Regions from separate parts of the Mus musculus genome. Here regions 2, 3, 4 and 5 are each linked to region 1. Evidence: chromatin contacts called from public HiCAR-type and promoter capture Hi-C data. All regions are on one chromosome and are shown on one strand. The core of a region is the stretch at or near the end of the contact, and the rest is flanking DNA. Distances in the headings are between cores, read along the strand shown.

Region 1 (4,750 bases), core at 1,566-4,065:
AGCGAGCAGGGCTGACCAGAGCAAGCAGAGGTCCTAAAATTCAATTCCTAACAATCACATGAAAGCTCACGACACTTTTTCCAGCCTCCGCCTCGGACCCTGCAGCCGCCGCGATGTTGATGCCTAAGAAGAATCGGATTGCCATCTACGAACTCCTTTTTAAGGAGGGCGTGATGGTCGCCAAAAAGGATGTCCACATGCCTAAGCACCCCGAGCTGGCAGACAAAAATGTGCCCAACCTTCATGTAATGAAGGCCATGCAGTCTCTCAAGTCTCGAGGCTACGTGAAGGAACAGTTTGCTTGGAGACATTTCTACTGGTACCTTACGAACGAGGGCATCCAGTGTCCCCGAGACTACCTGCACCTACCCCCGGAGATCGTGCCCGCCACCCTGCGCCGCAGCCGTCCCGAGACCGGCAGGCCTCGGCCCAAAGGTCCAGAGGGTGAGCGACCTGCAAGATTCACAAGAGGGGAGGCTGACAGAGACACCTACAGAAGGAGCGCTGTGCCCCCTGGAGCTGACAAGAAAACTGAGGCTGGGGCTGGCTCGGCCACTGAGTTCCAGTTTAGAGGCGGCTTTGGTCGTGGACGTGGTCAGCCACCTCAGTGAAGTTGGAGTTTATGTTGTATTGAATAAACTTTAAAGAAAAAAAAAAAAAAAGCTCACAACAATCAGAACAGGTACAGTGTACTCATATACATAAAATAAATCTTTTTTAAAAAAGACTTGAACCCCACCCAGTATTTGGGAGGCAGAGGCAAGCAGATCTCCATGATTGTGAGGTCAGTCTGGTCTACAGAGTAAGTTCCAGCAACAGCCAAAACTGTTACATGGAAAAACCAAAAAGGAGAGGAGGAGGAGGAGGAGGAGGAGGAGGAGGAGGAGGAAGAGGAGGAACAGGAGGAGGAGGAGATGATGAGATAATGGCTTAATTTGAAAGGCGGAGGCTGCCCTATGTGTGTATTCATATAAAAGTAATACAGTCCTATCTACTTGATAGATGCTCAAGAACTACTCTATTTCTTTGGTTGCCTTTCGTTTTTGAGACAGGGTTGCACTGTGTAGTCTTGGTTTGCTTCACACTCGAGATACTGTTTCAGCGTCCTTTGTGGGAGTATTATAGACAGGAACCATCACACAGGTTAAGAACTATTATTGAACTATGGCTTTGTTTACATTAGCTGGTATTTAATATGTGTTAAATGTTTACCATGTGCCTAGAACTACCATCTTAAACTCAAGAAATTATGTCTCCACAGAGTGACCCTTAACTGTTAGCATCCTGTCTAAGCTCCACCCCACAGTTACCTGGCAACAGCCAGGAAGGCCTGACCCACTATAAAAGGTGCTGTTTGCCCCTCTAGGTCTCTTGCCCTCTTGGTCTCTTGCTCTTCCCTCTGTCTCCTTGTCCTTCCCCATTCCTTTCCCCCCTTTCCCACGTGCTCACGGCTGCCTCTACTTTTATAATTCTCTACTCTCTCTGCCTTTCTCTACCTCTACTACCCTCTCTCTTGACTCCCCTCCCCATGCCCTGAATATACTCTATTCTATAGTCCTGTGGCTGGTCCCTCAGGGGGCAGGGATGCCTTAGCATGGGCCTGCTGAGGTACCCCCTTCTCCCATACCTCACTGTTGGTATTCTGTCTGGACTCCACCCCCCACAGTTACCTAGCAACAGCCTGGTAGGCCTGGCCCACTATAAAAGGGGCTGCTTGCCCCCTCCTCTCTCTCTTACTTTTGCCTCTTACCCTTTAGTTCCCCCTCTTCCCCCTCTCTCCCCATTCCCTTCTCCTTTCTCTCCATGTGGCCATGGGCTACTTTCTCCCTCTCTCTGCCTTTCTCTGCCTCTACTACCTTCTCTCTCTCTCTCTCTCTCTCTCTCTCTCTCTCTCTCTCTCTCTCTCTGGTTTGTTTGTTTGTTTGTTTGTTTGTTTGTTTTCGAGACAGGGTTTCTCTGTATAACCCTGGCTGTCCTGGAACTCACTCTGTAGACCAGGCTGGCCTCGAACTCAGAAATCCGCCTGCCTCTGCCTCCTGGGTGCTGGGATTCCACCATGCCCGGTTCACTACTACCCTCTCTCTTAACTCCCCTCCCTATACCCTGAATAAACTCTATTCTATACTATACCGTCATGTGGCTGGTCCCTCAGGGGGCAGGGATGCCTTGGCATGGGCCTGAGGCACCCCCTTACCCCATACCTCACCACACCCCCATAGAACATAACCTTATACTTCTCTATATTTCTATAATCACAACACTCACCACAACTCCATAGAACATATCTCCCTTTATGTTTTTATAAATACATCATTAACAGTTATAATTGCCTACATAAGGACTAAAGTGTGAATGAAAACCTTACAAGAAAACTCAAGTCTCCTACAAGCTAGCACTGAGTCCTGGAAAACTGCTGAATATCAGTTTGTCTTCCAATTTTAATTTTTGGTCGTGGGTAACTTGTTCTAACACCGCTCAAGGCTTGAGCCTTTGCACCAGAGAATAAAGGATTTCTATGTTAACCCGGCTCGGATGCAACATTCAGCGACTTGCCCAGGATCTGGCTAATAAACTGAACACAGCTTCAGCCCACCCAAGAAGCAAAAATACCAAAGCTTGCTGTCCTGCCCCTAAGGTCCATGCAGGCTTTTAATTGGTTCTGTGGCTCACTCTCTTTCCCGGTTGGTGTTCTAGCTTGCCTGTCGCTCTAAAGAATCCGCCCACCTCCGGCCAACGCTTATTGGTGTGTCGTTACATCATTGCCCCGTCAAGCCCACTCTCATTGGCTCTCATAGGAGGGGGCGGTCTCAACGTCACGGGCTTGAGCCGCCATTTTGACTGAGCAACCATAGTGACAGGAGCCGGAGCAGCAGCTCAGGTTGTCCCCGTTTCCCCTCCCCCTTCCCTTTTCCGGCTGACTTCCCGGGCCCTGCATTACACAGTCCCGGTTCTGCCATGTCCCAGAAACAAGAAGAAGAAAACCCTGCGGAGGAGACCGGCGAGGAGAAGCAGGTGAGGAGAAGGGGGGACCGGGGGTGGCCGCGCGGGCGGAATACGCCCCCGCTGCCGCTGATTGGCCGCCTCTGCCTCAGGCTGTACAGGGGTTGGCCACTACTAATGTCGCGCAGGCTGCATTTCGGCGCGGCCTAGTGCCCTGATGTCGATTAGTCAAGCCGATTGTCAATCTGTGGGCTCCCCTTTCTTATTGGCCAGTAGGCCTCTATTCAGTTCATGGAAGCCGTTCTATAATTGGGCGAGCTCTGGCGTGGGCGGGTGTTTGGAAAGATGAGGCGAATGAAAGGGGGCTGGATGGTGGTCCAGAGCTGTAAATGAGATGTTTGATTAGTAAAGATAAATACCAGACTGGAGCTCATCCTTCATCCACAGCAAGATAGAGGTCAAAGTGAAGACATTTAAAATGAACCAGCATTGGGGGAGGGGAAAAGAGTAATTATTACCATGGGGTAAGTTCAGGTGGCAACTTCCTTAGACCTGTTTGGTAGGGATGGTTTGTTGTTCACCGTCAGTGACTTATAGATCCGCTCGAATTTCTCCGCAGTGGGATGTGGTCCACCCACCATCGCATTATGAAAACACTAGTGCCAAACCCCTTCTTCGACACCATATTTGAGTTACTTAACACTGAGCTCAGGGACTCATTAAATACACTTAGTGTTATCTCTGACCCTGTTTGTCAAGTGAAAATACACTAGCCAGGAGATGGTGGCGCACGCCTTTAATCCCAGCACTTGGAAGGCAGAGGCAGGCAGATCTCTTGAGTTCTGAGTTCAAGACCAACCTAATATACACCAAGAACCCCTCTCTCAGAAAATATAAAAATAAAAACAACAAGAAAAACTAATGGCATGTTGATTTCTGTTTTCAAGTATATTACTCTGGTAAATATCTTTAGAATAAGCCACATGCCTAGCGTCCTCCACAGTGAGACCATATTGCTTCTTAGAGTGTGAATGAGGAGGGAGCCTCTCAGCAGACAAAAGCTCCCCTGACCTGTAGGACAGCCAGGAACTCTAGTAGTTCCTTTTTTATCTTTCCTGAGTGAGCTCTGGCTTGCTCTATGGTTCAAGTATCATGTTGAGATACTACCTTTAACCTAGTGTTCACAGGTCACGGGTGATTCCTTGAGTGTAATATAAGAACTAACTTGTTTTTCTTTGCTTGATACAGTTATCTTGAGCTTAGGCATTTGAACAAAGGTCTAGCTTTTAAGAGTAGAGGAGCAGGAAAGATTGGTTAGGAACACTCATTGCAGAGCACCTGGGTTTAGTTCCCAGCCCATGGTAGCTCACAACCATGTACAGTTCAGTCTAGGAAACCGGGCCCAGACTGAACTCAGGGCACTGGGCATCCATGTGGTACACAGCCATAGCCATACGAGTCTGCAGAATACATGCACATAAAATAAATAAATCCTTAAATAATACACACACTCAACAGAACAGAGTGTAGATAGCATAATTACAAACAGGTAGACCTCTAAGAAAATTTGATAATACAAAGGTTATCAGATATTAGAAGTCATTGTTTTTCAGCCATTAATTTCACTTGGCGTGTTTTCTTCAGGATACACAGGAGAAAGAAGGGATTCTCCCTGAGAAAGCTGAGGAGGCAAAGCTAAAGGCCAAATATCCAAGCCTAGGACAAAAGCCTGGAGGCTCCGACTTCCTCATGAAGAGACTCCAGAAAGGGGTATGGGACACCCTTATACTGTGGCACCTTGGATGAAGTC
Region 2 (4,750 bases), core at 1,147-3,646, 930 kb after region 1:
CAAATTAAGAAACGATAGCCGTGCAGGGGACAGGACACAGAACTGTCCACAGGTTTTTCCTTAATTAAAGAATTCAATACTCCATAGACAACACCGAATAACTATCAGCATTGCCTCCAAGGAGACAGCCCAAGGCAGCACCCTCTCACCCCTTAGCAGCCTCCCCTCCTTCATCTGACCTCAAGGTTTAAAAACAAGAACTTTTTTACATTTAAATTTTTTATTTTGGGTGTCTCTGGAGTGACTACTGGAGAGGGGAAGGAGAGGGGAGGGGGAGAGGGGAGGTCAGAGTTGGTTCTTTTGCTACTGTGTGGGTTCTGCTATTGAACTCAGGTTGGCAGGCCTGGCACCATCTCTCTGGTTCTCCTGAAGTCTTATGTAGCTGGGGCTGAAGAGATGGCTTGGTGGTTGATAGTATCAGAGGAAACGAGTTCGAGTCCCAGAACCAAAAAACGGCAGCTCACAACTCTTAACTCCACTTCTAAGGCATCGGCGGACACCTGCAGCAAGCACACAGGTGGTAGAAGAAAATAACAGCCATATACTTACAAAATTTTTAAATCTTATGTTGCTACATACCACACTATTTAACAACATCGATATATGAACTTTCGGTATATTTTGATATTTCATACCATCAAGCTAAGGTTTTCTCAGATGCCTGCTACAGGCACTGAGAAACTGAAGTTAGTGAGCGACCTACCTCCCTTACAGTATTCATAAATACTGTTTATCGTTGGAAAACACCTGACGCCTAGTTAGTTAACTTTCTGGAACAAACACACCCTAAGGATCAAGGTGTTCCTAGGCCTTGGTGTTGTGTATATGTTTTTGAACCGTGTGATGTTCATCTCTGTGCTTGCTTAAGGTTCAGTTGTAACTTGTTAGCCTTAGGGTGTCAACCCAGTTAGGGCGCGCGGGGGTGGGGGCTGGGGGTGTTGTTTATGAACAGCGGTGAACAGGCATGCAATCGCTTTTTACTTCTCCATCTTAATCTCAGGGCTATATCATCTTTATTTTCCTGCGCAAGGAAGGAGATAGATAGTCTCCTAATAATTCTGCCCAAATATGGAAGGAGTTTAGGACTCAATGACAAGGCTCCGGCGCGGGGTGGGGGTGGGGGTGGGAGTGGGTGGGTGGGTGGGGAATAGAGTAGGGGGCGAAGGGGGAGGGGGTTGCAGGTAATCCTTCACACAAGAGTTTCTTTGCACACTTAAGAGTTATTTCTCTAGTCAGCTCCTGAGGCATCTCTCAGCAAGGTTTGCCAGATAACTAAGTGAAACTAACACAGCTCCAGCGCCGGTGAAATTGAAACAGGCTTAGGGACATGCATTTCATTTAGTGAATTTGGAGAGAGGACAGAGGGGGGAAAAGAATGACAGGAACTCGAAAACAAAGTAAGGAGTGAGGTTCTTTTTCTTCCTTTTTCTTTCTTTCTTTTATTTTATTTTTTTGGTTTGTCCACCTCTTGTTTCCTGGAGAAACAAGGACGGGGGAGCCATCAGTGTGAAAGTAAACACCTCACAAAGCTGCAGTGAGGAACAAGGGAACATATACAAAATGTTCCCCAACTTCACAGGTACACTGAAGAGATGAGGGGATAAGCAACAGGATGTGGACACTCCCTTACTGCTTCCGCTCCAGAGAACAGAATAGAATGTAATGGGCGAGGAACAGTAGCAGCACATAGGGGCATGAAATGAGGGGGAAATGAGGGGAACCCACCAGAGCATTCACCAGAAAGGACTGAAAGCCAGACTTTAAAATATCTGACAAGTTCTCGTCTGGAGAGACCGCAGCCTTTTATTCTTCAATAGAAGTGCAATAGGAGCATATCGGGTGGGCTCTTTCTCACTAACACGACTGCACTCTCGCCCTCCGCTCCATCCTGGAGTATCCTCGGTGCGATGGGATTGTTTTTCACAAGACTTGCGAACTTGTGAGCCAGGAATAAATGGTCACCTCGAAATGAATTGCGCTGGCTCAGGCGAGTCATGAAATCCTCTCCTAAGCACATTTTTCTTTCACCTAAAAAAAGAAGGGGGAAAAAAAAAACAAAGCACACACCCAAATAACCCAGCTCCCAAGAGGAGTCCCCTGGATGAGGTTCAGGGTCCCGGGGTCCCAGCCTCCCGGGGGGAGGGAGGGCACCCGTCGCCCCGGGCCCCGCCCCTCCTGCTGGCAAGGCTGCGCACCCGAACAACAACCATTTTCCCCGCTAGGAGCACACCGTGTCCACGCGCCCCGGCGGCCTCGCTGATTGGTTGGAGGCCTGGTAAACAAGGGCCAAGTAGCCAATGGGAGAACTGTGCACGAGGGCTGCACGAGCCTCCAGGCCAGCACTCGCGTGGAGCGCCAAGCCAGGCGGCTATATAAGCCGTTTCCGGCAGCCGCTTGACACTCTCCTCCTCTGGTCTCGGGGTTTCCAGAGTTTCTCCAGTTGCGGAAGACAGCTGTTATTTTTCTCCTGAAAGCTTTTGGCACAGCCGGCAGGCTGAAACTTCCAGGCACCTTTTGGAAAAGTTGTTAGGGTTTGTTTGAAGCTTTCTTTACATTTTCGTTTGGGTTTTCAAGCCCTGACTTTACGGAGGCGAGCTCTTCGTTTGCTTTGAAGGGTTCTTAAAGATTTTTTTCCTCTCCGGCTTTCGTTTTTCTTGAACCCACTCGGCTCAATCATGGTGATGTTCAAGAAGATCAAGTCTTTTGAGGTGGTCTTCAACGACCCCGAGAAGGTGTACGGCAGCGGGGAGAAGGTGGCCGGACGGGTAATAGTGGAAGTGTGTGAAGTTACCCGAGTCAAAGCCGTCAGGATCCTGGCTTGCGGCGTGGCCAAGGTCCTGTGGATGCAAGGGTCTCAGCAGTGCAAACAGACTTTGGACTACTTGCGCTATGAAGACACACTTCTCCTAGAAGAGCAGCCTACAGGTACTGCTCCCAGCAGGACTGATGGTGACTTGGGAGGTCTGTGGGTCGGGGAGGGCACCACTAAATGTTTCGAGTTGTTCGTTTGAATGGTTTGAACTGTTGGTCCCTATATTTTTTTACTTTGTAATTAGCAAGTTTTTCACTACCCTTCACCCCCCTAGAGTGATTTGAACACTTTCTGAGGTACTGTTTCCTGAAAGTGTTGTCTTAGCTACTACTTAAAGATTAATGTATTTGTGGATTTCGCAACTTTCTGTCCAAGAAAGTGCTCTGGGATCTTTTCTTCCATAGTGTAAGAGATGAAAGTGGAAGTGAAGTAAGGTAGTCTACTGCCCAGGCACTCCTCATTGACGCTTTCAAAATGTAACAAGAAGCCTAATGGCCCCTTGTCTTTGTTTCCCAGCAGGTGAGAACGAGATGGTGATCATGAGGCCTGGAAACAAATATGAGTACAAGTTCGGCTTCGAGCTTCCTCAAGGGTAGGCATCCACCGTGTGCACCTTGCACTCTTATTTCTAAGTCTTCCCCCTCCATTGATCTCTTACAGTTCTTAGCCTTAATTTTGGTTCATTGTTTTGACACAGGCCCCTGGGAACATCCTTTAAAGGAAAATATGGTTGCGTAGACTACTGGGTGAAGGCTTTTCTCGATCGCCCCAGCCAGCCAACTCAAGAGGCAAAGAAAAACTTCGAAGTGATGGATCTAGTGGATGTCAATACCCCTGACCTAATGGTGAGGATTTTTTGTTTTTGTTTTTAAAAAGGTTTTAAAATTCTTCTTGGTCAGGGATAATAAATTAGATGCATGGGGGTTGAAATATCTCAAAACATTATTTCCTTTTACACAGGCACCAGTGTCTGCCAAAAAGGAGAAGAAAGTTTCCTGCATGTTCATTCCTGATGGACGTGTGTCAGTCTCTGCTCGAATTGACAGAAAAGGATTCTGTGAAGGTAAAAACATACTGCTTCAAATGCTAGACAGGATAGCCAGAACTGGGGGTGGGGGGGTTGGGGGTGGTACGGAGAGGGTCGTAGGGTAGAGGCAGAGGAAGTGCTGTTAACTTGCATGGCTATTCATACTTCCTCATTTTATTTTAACTCTAGGTGATGACATCTCCATCCATGCTGACTTTGAGAACACGTGTTCCCGAATCGTGGTCCCCAAAGCGGCTATTGTGGCCCGACACACTTACCTTGCCAATGGCCAGACCAAAGTGTTCACTCAGAAGCTGTCCTCAGTCAGAGGCAATCACATTATCTCAGGGACTTGCGCATCGTGGCGTGGCAAGAGCCTCAGAGTGCAGAAGATCAGACCATCCATCCTGGGCTGCAACATCCTCAAAGTCGAATACTCCTTGCTGGTGAGTGGGTGAGAAGAGAGACAATTACCTGGTTACAAATTCAGTGCTTTCTGTACTCAACCCATCTAACAAACTGCCATCCTCCTCTCTAGATCTACGTCAGTGTCCCTGGCTCCAAGAAAGTCATCCTTGATCTGCCCCTAGTGATTGGCAGCAGGTCTGGTCTGAGCAGCCGGACATCCAGCATGGCCAGCCGGACGAGCTCTGAGATGAGCTGGATAGACCTAAACATCCCAGATACCCCAGAAGGTAAGCTGCAGCCGGATAGGTTCGAGTTATTTTGATCTGCTTGGGCTTGTGGAGTTGGGGTGACCTGGCATTTATTTCTTAGTCGGACTTCTGACACCGTTTTCTCTCTTCAGCTCCTCCTTGCTATATGGACATCATTCCTGAAGATCACAGACTAGAGAGCCCCACCACCCCTCTGCTGGACGATGTGGACGACTCTCAAGACAGCCCTATCTT
Region 3 (4,750 bases), core at 1,362-3,861, 640 kb after region 1:
CTCTGCTGGGTGGTCGCTAGAAGAGAGATCGAACCCTTATTAAAAGTAGGTTGCAAAAAAATTATGCCTACAGAAAATATCCCAATAATAAAGGAGATTCTCTATCCCATTCCCTTAGATTCTCCTGATGTAACGCATTGCCTTTAACCCAAATAAATGAACATTGGTACAATAGGAGAAACTCATTGCATTTCACCAATTTCCCTATTAAGGTCCCATTGGCTGAAAGAGCCAATCAGGACGTTGTTGCTTGGCTCACCAGGGACTCTAGTGTTCTCTAGTAAGTCAGTTTCCCCTCTTCCTTCATAAGCAAAGGCCGATGCCAGCTTCTGAATCTTGACTCTTCCCAGAGACAATTTCTGGTTGCCTCATACGGTCTTGTAAAACATTACCATTGGGGGAGAGCACATTAAACATGGTCTGAGTTATGCTTCTTACAATTGCATATAGTTATCTAAAATGTATTTCCTTTAACCACAATAATTATAGGTGGATCAACACAACTATATTCCTATGGTGATCCTCACAGTATACCCGAGGTGATATACACTAAAATCCAACTTCTCCGATTGGAAGTTGGATTTTCATAAGTGATCGTGAAACGGAATGCAGAGGCTGCACGTCATCTCACCTGAGTAAAAGGTTAATATGCAATAGCAAAAATAAAATAAAAACAAGCCCACAGCCAATAACATGTTCAACCCAAATCAGCGTGCTACAGAATATAGATGCATACATAGAGAATGGCTTACTGCGTTCTTGGCCATGTTGAGAATTTGCTTTTGCCTTATCAAAATTAAAATGCACCATCTGATCAACGGTACACATGTTTTGGCAAGTCTCTTTCTAAACAGGTCCCAACACACCACACACCTGAGTGGCTTCTAAGATTTTCTTTCACTAAATAATATAGTGTGCCTCCACTCACTTATTGTTCACGGTGGTTTGGTTTTGTGTTTGTTTGTTTGACTATACATTCTTTTCTTTTTGTTGTTTTTAAGATTTTATTTTATGTATACGAATACACTGGTCCTCTCTCTTCAGTCACACCAGAAGAGGGCATCGGATCCTATTAGAGATGGTGAGCCACCATGTGGTTGCTGAGATTTGAGCTCAGGACCTCTCAGTCCCCTCTCCAACCCTCAAGGGGTTTTTTGTTTGTTTGCTTGCTTGCTTTGTTTTGTTGTTTTGTTTGTGACAGGGTCTTGTGGTTCAGGCTTTCCCCCAAACCATGCAGAAGTGGTCCTTGAACCCCTAACCCTTGTTTCCTCCCTGACTTGCTGGGATTATAGCTGTCACCACCTGGCTTGCTTATGTTATGGGACATTAAAATGTCGTTGCAATTGTATCCCAGCAGAGCTTCGATCCCAGTCCACTATTTCCTAGATCCATGCCTAAACTGAGGAGTTTTGCGAGGACTTTTGGGGGTCCTGCTTGGTGTTTAATTGTAAAGACACCGGAGACATCTGGATACAATAAAGCTGTTGGCCTGTTTGCTGAGACAGTCCCTCAGCTAACCCATCTACCTAACCCGACCGACTTCTTGCCACTGTGTCCCACCACGTGTCTCTTTAAATCCCTGTTCCGTTCTTGTCCCTGCTTGTCTCCCGCCTGTCCGGCCCAAGCTTCTGCTGCCAGCTCTTTATTCTGCAGGAGGCCATACGCCTAACTCTTCCACTGAGCCAATCAGCAGCAGGACAACGCCCGGTCTCTCTTACGTAGCCTTTTGGCGCAGAGGGTTACGTGACCTCCATCTAGGCAGCTAGCTTTCTAACATGGCCTGAAGAAAATCTTTTGGGAAGATGAGGAAGGATAAAAGGTGGGTTGTGGGGCCATAGAAACAATACCAAATATCCGGTCAAGCACAGCCACTCATTGGAAACACAGGGACACAGCCACATAGCCATTTGATGTGTGGACATAGGTCATCCCATCCAAAGGGTCTCCTTATTGCAATTCTGCTCCAAACAGCTAAAGAAAATCTTAGCCAGTCTCTTGACCTGACAACCAGCTCACACACTAAGTAGGAATTAAAATTCCCAGTGTGAGCTATCCTGCTGGATGCTATCTATCCGCCGTGGTATAGAAACTTAAGTGGATGGCTCTAAAAGCGGAACACCTAGTAGCGTTGAGTCACAAGGAAAACTAGCGTCTTTACCTTACCGAGTCTAAACCCACGGTTATTACCTGTACAACCCAAGTCAGTGTCAGCTCTCCTGAAGAGACTGTGGTTGGCCCTAAAAAGGGCCGTTAGGGATGGGGGGGGGGGGAATTGAAGCGGCGGCGTCTAGCCTCCGAAGCCGTAGAGGGTGCGGCCCTGGCGCTTGAGAGCGTACACCACATCCATAGCGGTGACGGTCTTGCGCTTGGCGTGCTCGGTGTAGGTGACTGCGTCGCGGATGACGTTCTCCAGGAACACCTTCAGCACACCACGGGTCTCCTCGTAGATGAGGCCGGAGATGCGCTTGACCCCACCGCGCCGAGCCAGGCGGCGGATGGCGGGCTTGGTGATACCCTGGATGTTGTCACGCAAGACTTTGCGATGGCGCTTGGCGCCACCCTTGCCTAGACCCTTTCCACCCTTTCCTCTGCCAGACATGGCTAATGTAATCTGAAACACCAGCTGGTGAGGCATTGGAGGTGGAGTGCCACTAATATATGAGAGGATCGGACCAGATTGAAAACTGAAAGCGCGCGGGCGGGAACCTTTCTAAATTATCCGGGCTCTGGATGTTGCATCATCTTCCTGTTTTTCTTTTCTCTTCTCTGCCCTCTACCGGTTCCTTACAGTCTCAAGCCTTTATTTTTTTATTTTCGATTTTCTTAATTATGGTGCCGAAGTCCCTCGGAGAATTCAGATTCCTCCAAATAAAACTTAGAGATAACACAGACTTTAGAAAGCACTGACGCTAAAAAGACAAAAGACCGGAGAAAGAGAAAGTTAGAGATGAGGGGGGAGTGCGCTGCACTGAAGGGCCCGGAGCTCCTGTTAGGTAAAAACCGCAGCAAAAGTTCCAGTAACCAGCGTGACAATCGAAAGCAGAGGACCCAGGAATGTGTGTGGAAGGGAAAGGTCGCGGGCGTTTCTGCGTACAGTCGCCTGTTTCGTTGATAGAGACACATTATTCAGATCAAGCAGAAACTAGATCATAGGAAAACTGAGGATGCCGCCGATCCTTTTCACCGAGGTCAGTGGGTTTCCACGCTCTTCTACCCAAAGGCCCGCTGACTAGCCGAGCAGCCCGGGAATGCTGCTACGCTCGTTTCCACAAGTCCTTTGAGGCCCGCCCTTTGTTTTCAGTTATTCCAAACTGTCTCTACTATGCAGTAGACTAAAATTCACTTTTTCAAGTGTGTGTCTGCTTTATACAGTGACGCCCTGGGAAATGAACTGGAGTCTGTACTTCTAGTATGTCCGTCGTTCCCAGGGCCACCCATAGAAGAATCTTGAGAAAGCATTCTGCATCAGAAAGAACGGTAGTGGGTTGGTTGGGACTTGTTTTTAAAGTGATCTGATAGGCCTTGTTCTGACTGTTCCTTTATTCTAACATCTATATGTGCTCATGAATCCCCACCACCACCACCACCACCTTTTTTCTATCCAGATTTTCTGGCTCCAGACATGTAGATAGATGTAGGTTTTGAGTCACCTTAGGCTGGGGGCTCAGACTCCCCTCTCAACTCAAATGTTTTAAACCTAAGACCTGTGAATTGTAGATCTTAGAGGGAAGAGAGCTCCCTCCTACCCCAGTAACCCTGGGCAGTCATACACGTCTCTTGATGGATAGATCCTGTTTGTAGACATGCCTCCATGCCCAAACTAGCACCCTAGAATTCAGAGCCTCTCCATCCCGCAGCCGCTGTTTTCTCATTCCCATGGCGACCCCTGGAAGCTGTGTTGCTTCATATCTCTGTATTGTGCGGACTTCTCCACATCCTTGACTATGTCCCTAATGGGATGTGATTTCTGTGTCTTCTTTCTTTTTAAGGTGAAGTGCAGTAGAGGCTCAATAGTTGTTTATGGGTGGACAGCTCCTGCCTTTGCCTCTTTCCTTGTAAAATAAAACAACCACGTGCCAGGCTGACAGGGCTTTGGTACCAGGGCCTGAGGCAGACTCAGAGTCTACCATCTTTTCAGGTGAAGGGAATCAAGAATATTCTCCTACTTCGGACATGAGAATCATTTTGAGCAGAAGGGTTGAGATTTGTTTAAGAGTGGAACCTGCAAAAGATATCAATATTTTATCCTGTTTGCAGAAAATCCTGAGTGGGAAAGGGGGTGGGAAGGGAGTAGGGAAGGGGGTGTGGACAGGGGTGGGCAACAATAACGTTGTTCTCTTTTCAGGGGTGAGACCTGAGCCCACTCCTGACAGACGCTGTCTCAGGACTAACCTGTCCCTGTCTATTCTCCTAAGGGTGATTTATTTCCCAAAGTCATTTGACTTTGCCATAAGTGTCCCTTCTTCCGTCATCTTTCCCCTACTTTAGGTATGTGGACCCCAAATTCTAACCACCCTCTTTGAATTACTCAGTTTTTGAGAATTCCCATGTTTACGCTCAATACACATATTTAGAAGGAAACAACTGTTTGGCCTATCTTTTCTTGTCAGATTCAATTCCAACTAAGAAATATGGAGGTTAAAGCAAAAAACAAAACAAACAAAAAAACCAACCCCTAAATTTAAAAAAAAAAAAAAAAGCCCTTAAAATAAAAACTGATAACATTTCTTCAGATCTCATGAGAATTAAA
Region 4 (4,750 bases), core at 1,569-4,068, 610 kb after region 1:
CAATTGCTTTCCACTGAATCACTTTGCCTTGCTCAAATCTACTCTTATTCTAGCTCAGTGGTTCTCACCCATCGTAATGTTACAGCCCTTTAATACACTTCATGTTGTGACCCCCCCCCCCGCAAAAAAAAAAAAACCCCACAAAATTATTTTCATTGATACTTCCTGGCTGTAAATTAGCTACTGTTATGAATCATGTAAATCTCTGTGTTCCTAATAGTCTTGGGCAACCCAGAAGCCATTTGGCCCCCAAAGGAACGGTTGTGACCCACGGGTTGGGAAGTACTCAGGCCTAAAGTTCCTTTCTCTTCCATTCTCCAACTGGCCAAGTTACCACATCTGCTTAACTGAAACTCTTAAGAGCCCCTTTCAGCCTCACTCTACCTGTGTCCATGTCTACCCTTGTCCTACAAGGTGAGGTTACCATCAGCTGTAAAAAACAAACAAACAAACAAAAAAAACCCAAAAAACCCACAATCCATTAATAATGCCAGTTCTGTGGCTGACTTTTCCTGGAAACACCTGAGATTATGATAATGTTCTTTTACAAGTTTATGTATGTATGTACGTATGTATGTATGTATGTATGTATGTATGTGCTCCCTAAGGTGGCTACTGCATTAAGCAGCGGTGTCCTGGAGAGGCCTGGTTCCAGGCTGGTTAAGAGGAGTTTTGGTCCACTAATCTGTATTTCCGCACACTGATTTGTACTGTCAGCTGGTTTTCTTCCCCAGTGAAAGAAGACTTAGGGCAACTTAGAGGAGAACCTGACTTAACTCACTCATGGTCAAGGTGCACAACTCTTGAGTAGCAGCCCCGGGAGGGAGACTGTGAGGCAGGCAAGTCACTGACATCAAAGGCTTACCTGTGATAGGAAATCAGAGATTAACCTAGAAGACTTCCTCTGTCTAATATCAGCCAGGTCCTGCCCTGCCTAGTATAAACTGCCCCCTCCTTTTCCTTTTCCCATTCTCTCCCATGTCCTTTGAGTCTTTGAGTTTGGCCAATGAGTACTCACAAGTCCTAAGAGAGAATAAGGCGACCTTAAAAGTGAGAACAGCAAAGGGAGGCCATAGCTCTCCTTCCTACGCTAGGGATCCCTGACTGCCTTACATACCATGACATACACAGCCTGTCAGCATCCAGAGCTCTTGTATTTAAATTGGTTGATATCTTGCTTTTAAATCTGCCTTAGTTTCAACTCATGGAGTAAATTTGCATGCTGAGGGGGTCTGCTTAGCCACTAAGAGCTTTGATGGACCAAAATCACTTAGTTCTAAGAACTTTTGGGCCCAACCTTTGAGGCAAAGCTCAGTAAGATGCTGGGGACAAATGGGCTGTCTCCACACAGCTTTAACTATTGCTAGTTTGCTCTCTGGAAGTTTCCGGCAGAAACCGAAAGGAAGGTCCATGACAGTGATCTCCATAAGGTATTTACTGTGCTCTTGAGTCTCAGGTCCGACACCCACCCCTGCAAAGACTGTCCTCACGCTAAGGAATTGTAAAGGGATTCCCCTTTGATATCCAGTGTATTTCGGTCCAGAAAGGTGCCTGCCAAAGTGGGAAGGGGGGAATGGAGTTGTCATTTTGAAGTAAATTAATAGGAGTAAGAGGAAAAACTACCCAATTGCCATTGAACCATATCATAGCAATAAATGCTGAATCCCAAGTAGCTAGCAGGTCTTCTAATCAAGTGTTAGAGAACAAAGCTTTATCACTGGATATTACTCATAGTCCACTTACCACCGACGTTGAGCCCCGTAAGCCTCAGACATTGCATTAAATGAGCAACAATAATCTTCAGTCGTCCAGAAGTCTGGTGATGTAATTATGAGCTGTAAGCTAGATCTCAGCCTTCAGCTACTTACAAAGCCTTCTCTGCTCCAGCTGGGTAGGAACATTACATAGTATCCACCAAGCCCCAACCCTCCGTAAGATTATCCCCTCCCCTTAGACTGAGGTGGTGAACCTACTTCGGGTTAACAAGCTAGGAGTCTGAATAAGACCGCAATTAACGTTAAACAACTTACACTAAGGGCATTCAAACCTTCCTTGAAAGCAACCATTATGTAGACATAACAGGTATAAGTCAGATACCAACCTAGAGCTATGGAGCGGGATAATGTGCGGACAAAGCTCTAAGCGAAGTAAACAGCTCTTTCCGGGAAGCTGTGGTGGCTCTGAAAAGAGCCTTTGTGGGGAATGGATGGGAGACAGGGCGCTTAAGCGCGCTCCCCACGGATGCGGCGGGCCAACTGGATGTCCTTGGGCATGATGGTGACGCGTTTGGCGTGGATGGCGCACAGGTTGGTGTCCTCGAACAGCCCCACCAGGTAGGCCTCGCTCGCCTCCTGCAGCGCCATGACGGCCGAGCTCTGGAAGCGCAGGTCCGTCTTGAAGTCCTGCGCGATCTCGCGCACCAGGCGCTGGAACGGCAGCTTGCGGATCAGCAGCTCGGTCGACTTCTGGTAGCGCCGGATCTCCCGCAGCGCCACGGTGCCGGGCCGGTAGCGGTGCGGCTTCTTCACGCCGCCCGTGGCCGGGGCGCTCTTGCGGGCGGCCTTGGTGGCCAGCTGCTTGCGCGGGGCCTTGCCGCCGGTGGACTTGCGGGCAGTCTGCTTCGTACGGGCCATGGCGAAGACGGAAGACACCCAAACGAGGAGCACTCGGGGACCTGATACCGGCCCGAGCCGGCCGCCTTTATAGGCGCAGTCTTCCCCGCGGCGGGGCGGAGACAGCGACTTGAAACTCCCGCGCTGCCGCGCCATTGGCCGTGGCGTCACCGGCCCCGACCTCGCCCATTGGCTCGGGCCCGCCACGCCACCTGACCCGCCCCCACCCGCCCCCCACGTCCAGCCCCGCGCCCGGTCCACTTGCCAACGTTCTGCGAGGGTGGAGCCACGTCTGGCAGCTGCCCGTAGAGGGCGGGTCCCGGCTCTGCCCAAGAGGAGCTCGCGCGCCCCCGCCCGCCGCCCAAAGTCCCAGGGCAGAACTAATCTAGTGTTTGTGCAGCACCGCCCAGCCACAGCCACAGTCCCAGCCCCAGTCCCCCATGATCCCTAGAGCCGGCCGCGTCCAGTCCTCGCGGGACACCTCCTCCTCCTAGACATTCCCCAAGGACCGGACGAGAGCGCGGCTGACTGCGACTTATGTCTAGATTGGCCTAGACGTCCTAGTTGAGTCTTAGTCCTGGGAAGGGTCAGGCGGGTGGACGCTGAGTGAGGGACAGTGTTGTGTAGGACAAGGGTGTGGGCAGATAGGGGCTAAATGCTTGGGACGGTCAGCGAGAACCGCGTATCCGCTCCGCCGAGGCAGGGCATGAACCAAAGAGCGACAACAGACTAACTACCAGGGGGAACCACGGGCAGGATGGGCAAGGAAGCAGAGGACACGACACTCTTACTTTTGGGGCAGGGCCAGGAAAGGCCACCAAGACCGGCTACCGTGACACAACTCTTTATCTGATTCAGTGGGTGGCTCTGAAAAGAGCCTTTTTAGGAGCTCGCGGGGGTTATATCACAGAGACGCGGGCCGACGCGAGCAGTGGCCTCACTTGCCCTTCGCCTTATGGTGGCTCTCCGTCTTCTTGGGCAGCAGCACGGCCTGGATGTTGGGCAGGACGCCGCCCTGCGCGATCGTCACTTTGCCCAGCAGCTTGTTGAGCTCCTCGTCGTTGCGGATGGCCAGCTGCAGGTGGCGCGGGATGATGCGCGTCTTCTTGTTGTCGCGGGCCGCGTTGCCCGCCAGCTCCAGGATCTCGGCCGTTAGGTACTCCAGCACCGCCGCCATGTATACCGGCGCGCCGGCACCCACACGCTCCGCGTAGTTGCCCTTGCGCAGCAGCCGGTGCACACGCCCCACCGGGAACTGTAGCCCGGCCCGGGAAGACCGCGACTTGGCCTTGGCGCGGGCCTTGCCTCCTTGCTTGCCACGACCGGACATCACGAAAGCGCAAACAGACGAACGGCCACAACCAGGAAACGGTACTCCGGCGCCGACGCCTCACCCTTTTATAGACGCAGACCCGATTGTCCGCCCGACGCTCTCATTGGCTCACACGCGTCCTGACGCCGTGGCCAATAGGAGCGCGCGGACAGAAGCCTCTCATTTACATAAGACCGGCTCCCTCGCCCCGGCGCCGCCCTGGAACGCGCGAATCACGACGCGCGTGCTCGGTGGCTTCATTTGCGTGCGGCCGTCGTTGCGACACTCCGCGGGTCGCCGGGCGGCTGGGCTTGCTCGCTGTTTCTCCTGCTCTGGAAGCTGGCAAAGTGTGCCCTGCATCCAAGAGGGCCTGAGTTAATCACTTACTTAAGTGTAGGTTTTCCTTCGAGGAATACTGGAAATTTAGTTTTTTATACCTAAGGAGTAGCGGATAATTCTCATAGCCTCTTTATTTTTCTACTTGAAACAGTGTAAAACCTACTTGTTTCATTTTAAGCGTTTATCGCTGGGAGCCTTACTTTAAAATCGTTAAATTTAAAGGTTATTTTCTTAATCCATACACATCTGAGAGTGCTTGAAAAGACCAAGTACAGTTCGCCTGGGGTTTACTAAAATTATTTTTTTGCCACTCAGATTTGTACATAAGGAATCGAAATAACTTAAAAAGTAAACCTTACGCTGCTGCTTTTGTCTATCATTTGTCCTGATGGCTCTCAGAAGCTCCTTTTAGGAGCCTTCCAGGCTGTCTGGGGCTAGAGTGACTCGGAGTACCATATCCGGACTGCCATTATTTTAGCATCGCATC
Region 5 (4,750 bases), core at 920-3,419, 560 kb after region 1:
AGAGTCAACCCAACAGACAATAGCAAGGCTGTGAGGCTGGACAAGGAAATGTGTAAGTGGAAGCTGGGAATGCTCCACTCCTTAGGGAGCCTGACCTAACCTGAAGAAACCTGTGTTGTTGAACCTTGTCCAGGGGCGTGGGGAGGTGATGAAGTACTTGATTTAAGTCTTCCCTCAGAATTTAAAATAAACTTCGTATTTTCCCTTTTAATTTGCTTGCAGTCCTGGGGACTGAATCCTCTTTGTACTTTTCATTTTGATACAGGGTCTAAGATGCCCTTAAACTCATTCTGCAGCCCAGACAAGCATGGAACTTGTCTCAGCCTCCTGCTAGCTGGGACCACAGGCTTATGCTGCCCTTGGCTGATGGGTGATAGATTTCTGCAAAGCTAGGAAATAGTGCAGAGTGTGCAGAAGCACCTGAAAGAGAAGACACAGCTTCCCTCCAGCAAGGCCTGGCTAAACCTAAAATGGGGAATAATGTGTTTAAAAGATGTATTAAACCTTAAGAGGGTTCATCAATGAAAGTCTAGTAAAGGGCTAGTCCCTGGGGCCCATGTGGGCAGAGCTGTTCCAAGTACCATCCTGGAAAGAGTGCTCCAGCCAGCAGACTAAGAGTACTCCTAGAGCATTGGCAAAGCTTCCCCGCTCGTAGAGGTGGGGCAGAGAGTTGTTGCCAGGAGAGTTTTTGGAATCATTGGCCTCCTACTGGGGATGGCCAGATGCCATTAAAGATACAAGTTCTCTCATTCCGTTATGTCATTGGGTGACTTACACTGACATGGTCCTGACTTGGCTTAAGGGGGAGAGTGTACCGGACACAAAAATCTTCAGTCTAGGTGAGAGGTAACTTTTTAGGATAAATTAGTATCTATTATGACTTTCAGTTAATTGTGAACCTTACTGACCCATACATTTCCAAAATCCAGCATTGGGTCCTCCAAAACTTAGGCTCATATCCCTAGCATAGTAAATTCAGATGTCAAATGGCATCTGGGAAATCTCTGAGCACACAGGCTGCCAGCCTTCTGTATTCAGTATCTCCCAGCATCCTAGACCCACACTTAACCGAGCAGTCTCATGGTATTACAGCTAAAAAAGACGCCTCATCCAAAACACTCCATTTTCTAGACAAGAAGCCTGTTGGTTCACAGAGGCAGGGGACTTGGTCAAAACCAACGGTGGAAATCTGGGCTGTGCTTTGGTCAGTGCTTGTTCCAGACAATCCCAAGGTTTTATCTGGAGTAGACTGGTTCAGGTTGTACATCCTTGAAGTGCCTCTGGATCTGTCAGTCCAGGTTACCTGACAATAAAACAGAAAAGATTCAAGAAAAGGAGAACCCAAGCCAGTGTACGTACACACACACAAGAGGAGGTTGTTAATTGATAGGATGTATGTATGTATGTATGTATGTATGTATGTATGTATGTATGTATGTATTTTTGAGTCACTGGAGAGTGTGGTTAGAAAGGGAACTGTCCAGTTGATCAGACAAACTCCTCTAGCACCGCCTCTGCTACCAGCAATTGAATAGAAATGGGGAGGGGGAGGTCCTTGTACATAAACAGTCTGGACTGTTTTTGGAGGAGACAGATGACAGGGGCCCAGTTGTCACTGACTCTGACTATTGAGTACAGAAACCACACCTTGTTATCTCTGAGTCCTCTCACATAGCAAGGTGAACCTGGAGTCCAAGCTGTGGGTTTAGGAGAGGGTTTTTAATTCCAGGGAGCAGTGTGGAAGGGGAGGGAGCTGTTTTTAACGCAGCAAGAACTGCTGGGACTCCTGGGTTCTCTCATCCTAGCTTGGGTGCAAAGGAAGGGGCTACCTCATTCATCACCTGTCTATTTCCTCCACTTACTCCCCTAACCACTGCTAGTGTCTTTAATTCCTGGCATCTTTTGCTAGGGAGGAAGGGGCTGAGAAAGACTGTCATTTCCAGCTGTCACCCTGACAGTCCCCTCCAGTTCCTTCATCTTTTCTTCCTGTGTCCTAAGTCCCCCCCCCCCCCCCCCCGCCCCATCATCTTTTCTTTCGCCACCCCCACCCCCCACAATGGTCTCTCCCGCTGCTCACTGGCGCGGGGGAGGGAGGGTCGGAGGCGGGGCCGGAGCGCGTGCGGGGGGCAGGTCTGCAGTGCCGCTTCCCCTGGTACCGGGAGGAGCAGTCGCCGCTGCCGCCTCAGCCCTGTGGCTGGACCCCCTCCCTCACCCGGGGACTCCCTGACCCGGGGAACCAAGCTCAGGTGAGACCCCTCTCCTCTCACCTCTACCCCGCCCCGGGCAGAAGCATCCTCGTCTAGCCTTGCAGCCATTTTATCTCTGATGCTTTGCTTATGGGGAGGGTGACTGTCCCCGCTGTAGGGGTGAGGGTGGTGGTGGGGGTGATGGTGGTTTGGGGAATGGGCCATTTATTTCAATTGCTTTGAGAATATACTTGAATAAATAAATATATATGTGCAATACACATATATGTATTTGTATGTATATACACACATACATACATATGCGAGGATTTTTTTTCTACCTTAGCTTAAAGTCCCCATTACATAAACCTGGTGAGGGGCTGTTAGGTAAGCTGAGGTTCCCTCAAACTCCATCCTCTCCTCACCTTGATGTACGTCCCTCCCCAACCCCCCTCTCCCCCCCCCCCACCCATGGTAAATGACCTTGGCTGGGGCCATAGAATGAGTACAGCCGCTCTTGCCTGGACTTGGGTGGGTTAGGGGGTAGAGGAATCGGCTTGGTGAAGGATAGAAGGAATGAAACACTGGGCAGACAGACATGGGAAGCAACCAGGTGTTGGGGCTTGGCACTAGAGGCGCTTACTGAGGGGGTCAGGAGAGGGGCGCAGAAGGATGGTGGGAACCTGTCCAGCAGCAGGACCAGGGGTGGGAGCAGCCATGTAATCAGTTCCAGGGCCTCATGCCTGGTACCAGAGCTGAGGCTAGGTGGGGGTTGGGGGTCTCCGCAATCCTGGCAGAGGCGGTCCCTAAGCCTATGCATGTGAAACATTTTCTCTACATCCCTGGCCTCTCCGTGAGCATTTCTCCGTGAGCATTTCTCCGTGTACATTCTCAGCTGACACCTCCCCACCCCCCCAAACTGGATGCTCCCATCTTCCAAACCCAGGGGTAGATTGTAGGGGTGAGGCTCAGTCTTGTCAGTCTTGCGGAGGGGTAAGAGGGTCAGTTATCAAGCTGTGATGTGGGGGTGGGGGGCACTCTGGAATCTTCTCTGCCCCTTGTCCTTTTCAGTGGGAATCTTCTGATCAATGACTGCTTCTTCATGACCTTGTCACTTCTTAATGACCTGGCATGGGATGGGATGGAAACCTGGGTGGCCTCCAAAGCAGGGGCTTTGATTAGGGGGCCCGTCTGGACCTGAGCAGTTTACTTGAAAGGTTTGCTTACGAAGCCCTTTCCACATGCCCTTTCCACCTTCTGCAGAAAATTATGGACATGTTTCTTCCGGTCAGGTGAAGCCAGTCAGCCTTAAAGGACTTGGTAAATCCCAGTCTGGTCTCCTTTAACTCCACCTCTCCCAGTGCTGTCTCTCTTCCTCAGGCTCAGCCACTCTTGTGCTGCTCTGCAGGCTAAATATAGCACGACTTCCTCACCAGCTCAAAGAATTTGTCTTCTTTCTCTCCCTCCTGGGCTTGGTGGCCCTGGGGGGGCACTGGCTGTTGAGCCACTGTGTGCTGTTGTGGCTGGGGAGCCTTTCCTACCCCCACAGCTGAGGGGAAACAATGTCAACAGGCATGGGAAACAGCTCCTGGTGGGTCCAAATCTTCCTTCAGGGTTTGAAGAGGGATCATGGTTGGGAAAGAGAGCCGAGGTACACAAATTGCCTTGGCGCTGGGGATGCTATTCCCTGAACCATGAAGAAAAGGTGACATCGAGGCCACTGTTCCTGGTCACTGTTGTCCACTGCTTACATCTTTCCTTGCCAGTGTATCTTTCTGAATGACAAGGCATTATTTACCCTTTTCCACTAGTGTGTGTGTGTGTGTGTGTGTGTGTGTGTGTGTGTGTGTGACTGGTCAAGCCTTTGACTGGGTGGGAGCAGAGGAGATTATTTTAGGGGAATGATATTGCTCTTAACCCAGGCTTGTGTCCTCTGTTGCCCGGAAGGAGGTTATCCAATGCCTCCCTTTGGGGGATGTCTTATTTTGGGGGGGGGGGAGGTCCCCTTCATTCTCCACCAGCTGCCTACGCACTGCACTGCGGTATTTATGGACTCCTTTTTCATTGACTCCTGAAGAACCAGAGGGATTAAAGGAGATTAGGAAGGGAGACCCTGGAAGAATAGAACAACTATAGACCTTAGACTCTCACTGGGAACGTGATCGCAACCAGTCATTTCTAGTCCTACCCCACAGGCAAAAGGGGAGTTCTAGATGTGACATTCTGAAGGAAGGGGATGGCAGCTGGTTGCCTTTCCTCTTAGCTCATGGTCTTCCTTCTTGTCCCTTCTACCTAAGCTTCAAGTCTCCCTTTTGGGTCCTTATCCTGTTAGTTTACAAAGGATATACCTAATTCCAGCTCTTGAAGTTAGTTTAAACCCAGACAAAGTTCTGATGCCTAGGGAGGATCCTGGGCATCAGAAGTGAAGTATGAACCTCCGCTGGACCTGCTTCCTTCAAACTTTTTTCAATATAATGGGGAAGGAAGCAAACTAATATTCATAAAATAATTCTGTGAGGTTAAGTCTCACAACTCTGAGAAGTGGATTTTCCCAATTCAATTAC

The links. Promoter capture Hi-C pulls out the DNA fragments that hold promoters and counts their contacts. HiCAR-type assays count read pairs that join an accessible place to other places.
Region 2: a promoter capture Hi-C map of pre-B cells shows a contact between it and region 1, with 2.6 times the contacts expected there. The contact joins the promoter of Txnip here to the promoter of Ensa in region 1. A contact is called at or near these places in 1 of 39 promoter capture datasets (pre-B cells) and 2 of 9 other capture datasets (adipose tissue and liver).
Region 3: a contact with region 1 is called in a promoter capture Hi-C map of erythroid cells, with 2.7 times the contacts expected there. The contact joins the promoter of H4c14 here to the promoter of Ensa in region 1. A contact is called at or near these places in 2 of 39 promoter capture datasets (cranial neural crest and erythroid cells).
Region 4: a promoter capture Hi-C map of cranial neural crest shows a contact between it and region 1. The contact joins the promoter of H3c15 here to the promoter of Ensa in region 1. A contact is called at or near these places in 3 of 39 promoter capture datasets (the HPC-7 cell line, cranial neural crest and pre-B cells) and 1 of 9 other capture datasets (liver).
Region 5: a HiCAR-type map of astrocytes shows a contact between it and region 1, with 2.3 times the contacts expected there. The contact joins the promoter of Sv2a here to the promoter of Ensa in region 1. A contact is called at or near these places in 4 of 39 promoter capture datasets (the C10 cell line, the HPC-7 cell line, cranial neural crest and 1 more), 2 of 115 datasets of contacts at active chromatin or transcription factors (astrocytes and microglia) and 1 of 9 other capture datasets (adipose tissue).

What each region holds. Positions count from the first base shown.
Region 1 is chr3:95,622,165-95,626,914 of GRCm38.p6, forward strand. It overlaps Ensa (endosulfine alpha), which reads left to right and starts at 2,816. Exons shown (of 4, transcript NM_019561.2): 1 at 2,816-3,012; 2 at 4,585-4,710. The coding sequence starts at 2,956. It also overlaps the pseudogene Rps10-ps1.
Region 2 is chr3:96,555,561-96,560,310 of GRCm38.p6, forward strand. It overlaps Txnip (thioredoxin interacting protein), which reads left to right and starts at 2,397. Exons shown (of 8, transcript NM_001009935.2): 1 at 2,397-2,925; 2 at 3,329-3,404; 3 at 3,510-3,657; 4 at 3,773-3,875; 5 at 4,029-4,285; 6 at 4,378-4,534; 7 at 4,648-4,750. The coding sequence starts at 2,676. Gm15441 (predicted gene 15441) reads right to left here. Exons shown (of 4, transcript NR_040409.1): 2 at 4,118-4,282; 3 at 1,726-2,837; 4 at 208-500.
Region 3 is chr3:96,260,706-96,265,455 of GRCm38.p6, forward strand. It overlaps H4c14 (H4 clustered histone 14), which reads right to left and starts at 2,612. Exons shown (of 1, transcript NM_033596.3): 1 at 2,229-2,612. The coding sequence starts at 2,599. The coding sequence ends at 2,288.
Region 4 is chr3:96,236,309-96,241,058 of GRCm38.p6, forward strand. H3c15 (H3 clustered histone 15) reads right to left here and starts at 2,819. Exons shown (of 1, transcript NM_054045.4): 1 at 2,171-2,819. The coding sequence starts at 2,633. The coding sequence ends at 2,223. H2ac19 (H2A clustered histone 19) reads right to left here and starts at 4,066. Exons shown (of 1, transcript NM_178212.3): 1 at 3,471-4,066. The coding sequence starts at 3,942. The coding sequence ends at 3,550.
Region 5 is chr3:96,179,058-96,183,807 of GRCm38.p6, forward strand. It overlaps Sv2a (synaptic vesicle glycoprotein 2 a), which reads left to right and starts at 2,170. Exons shown (of 13, transcript NM_022030.3): 1 at 2,170-2,246.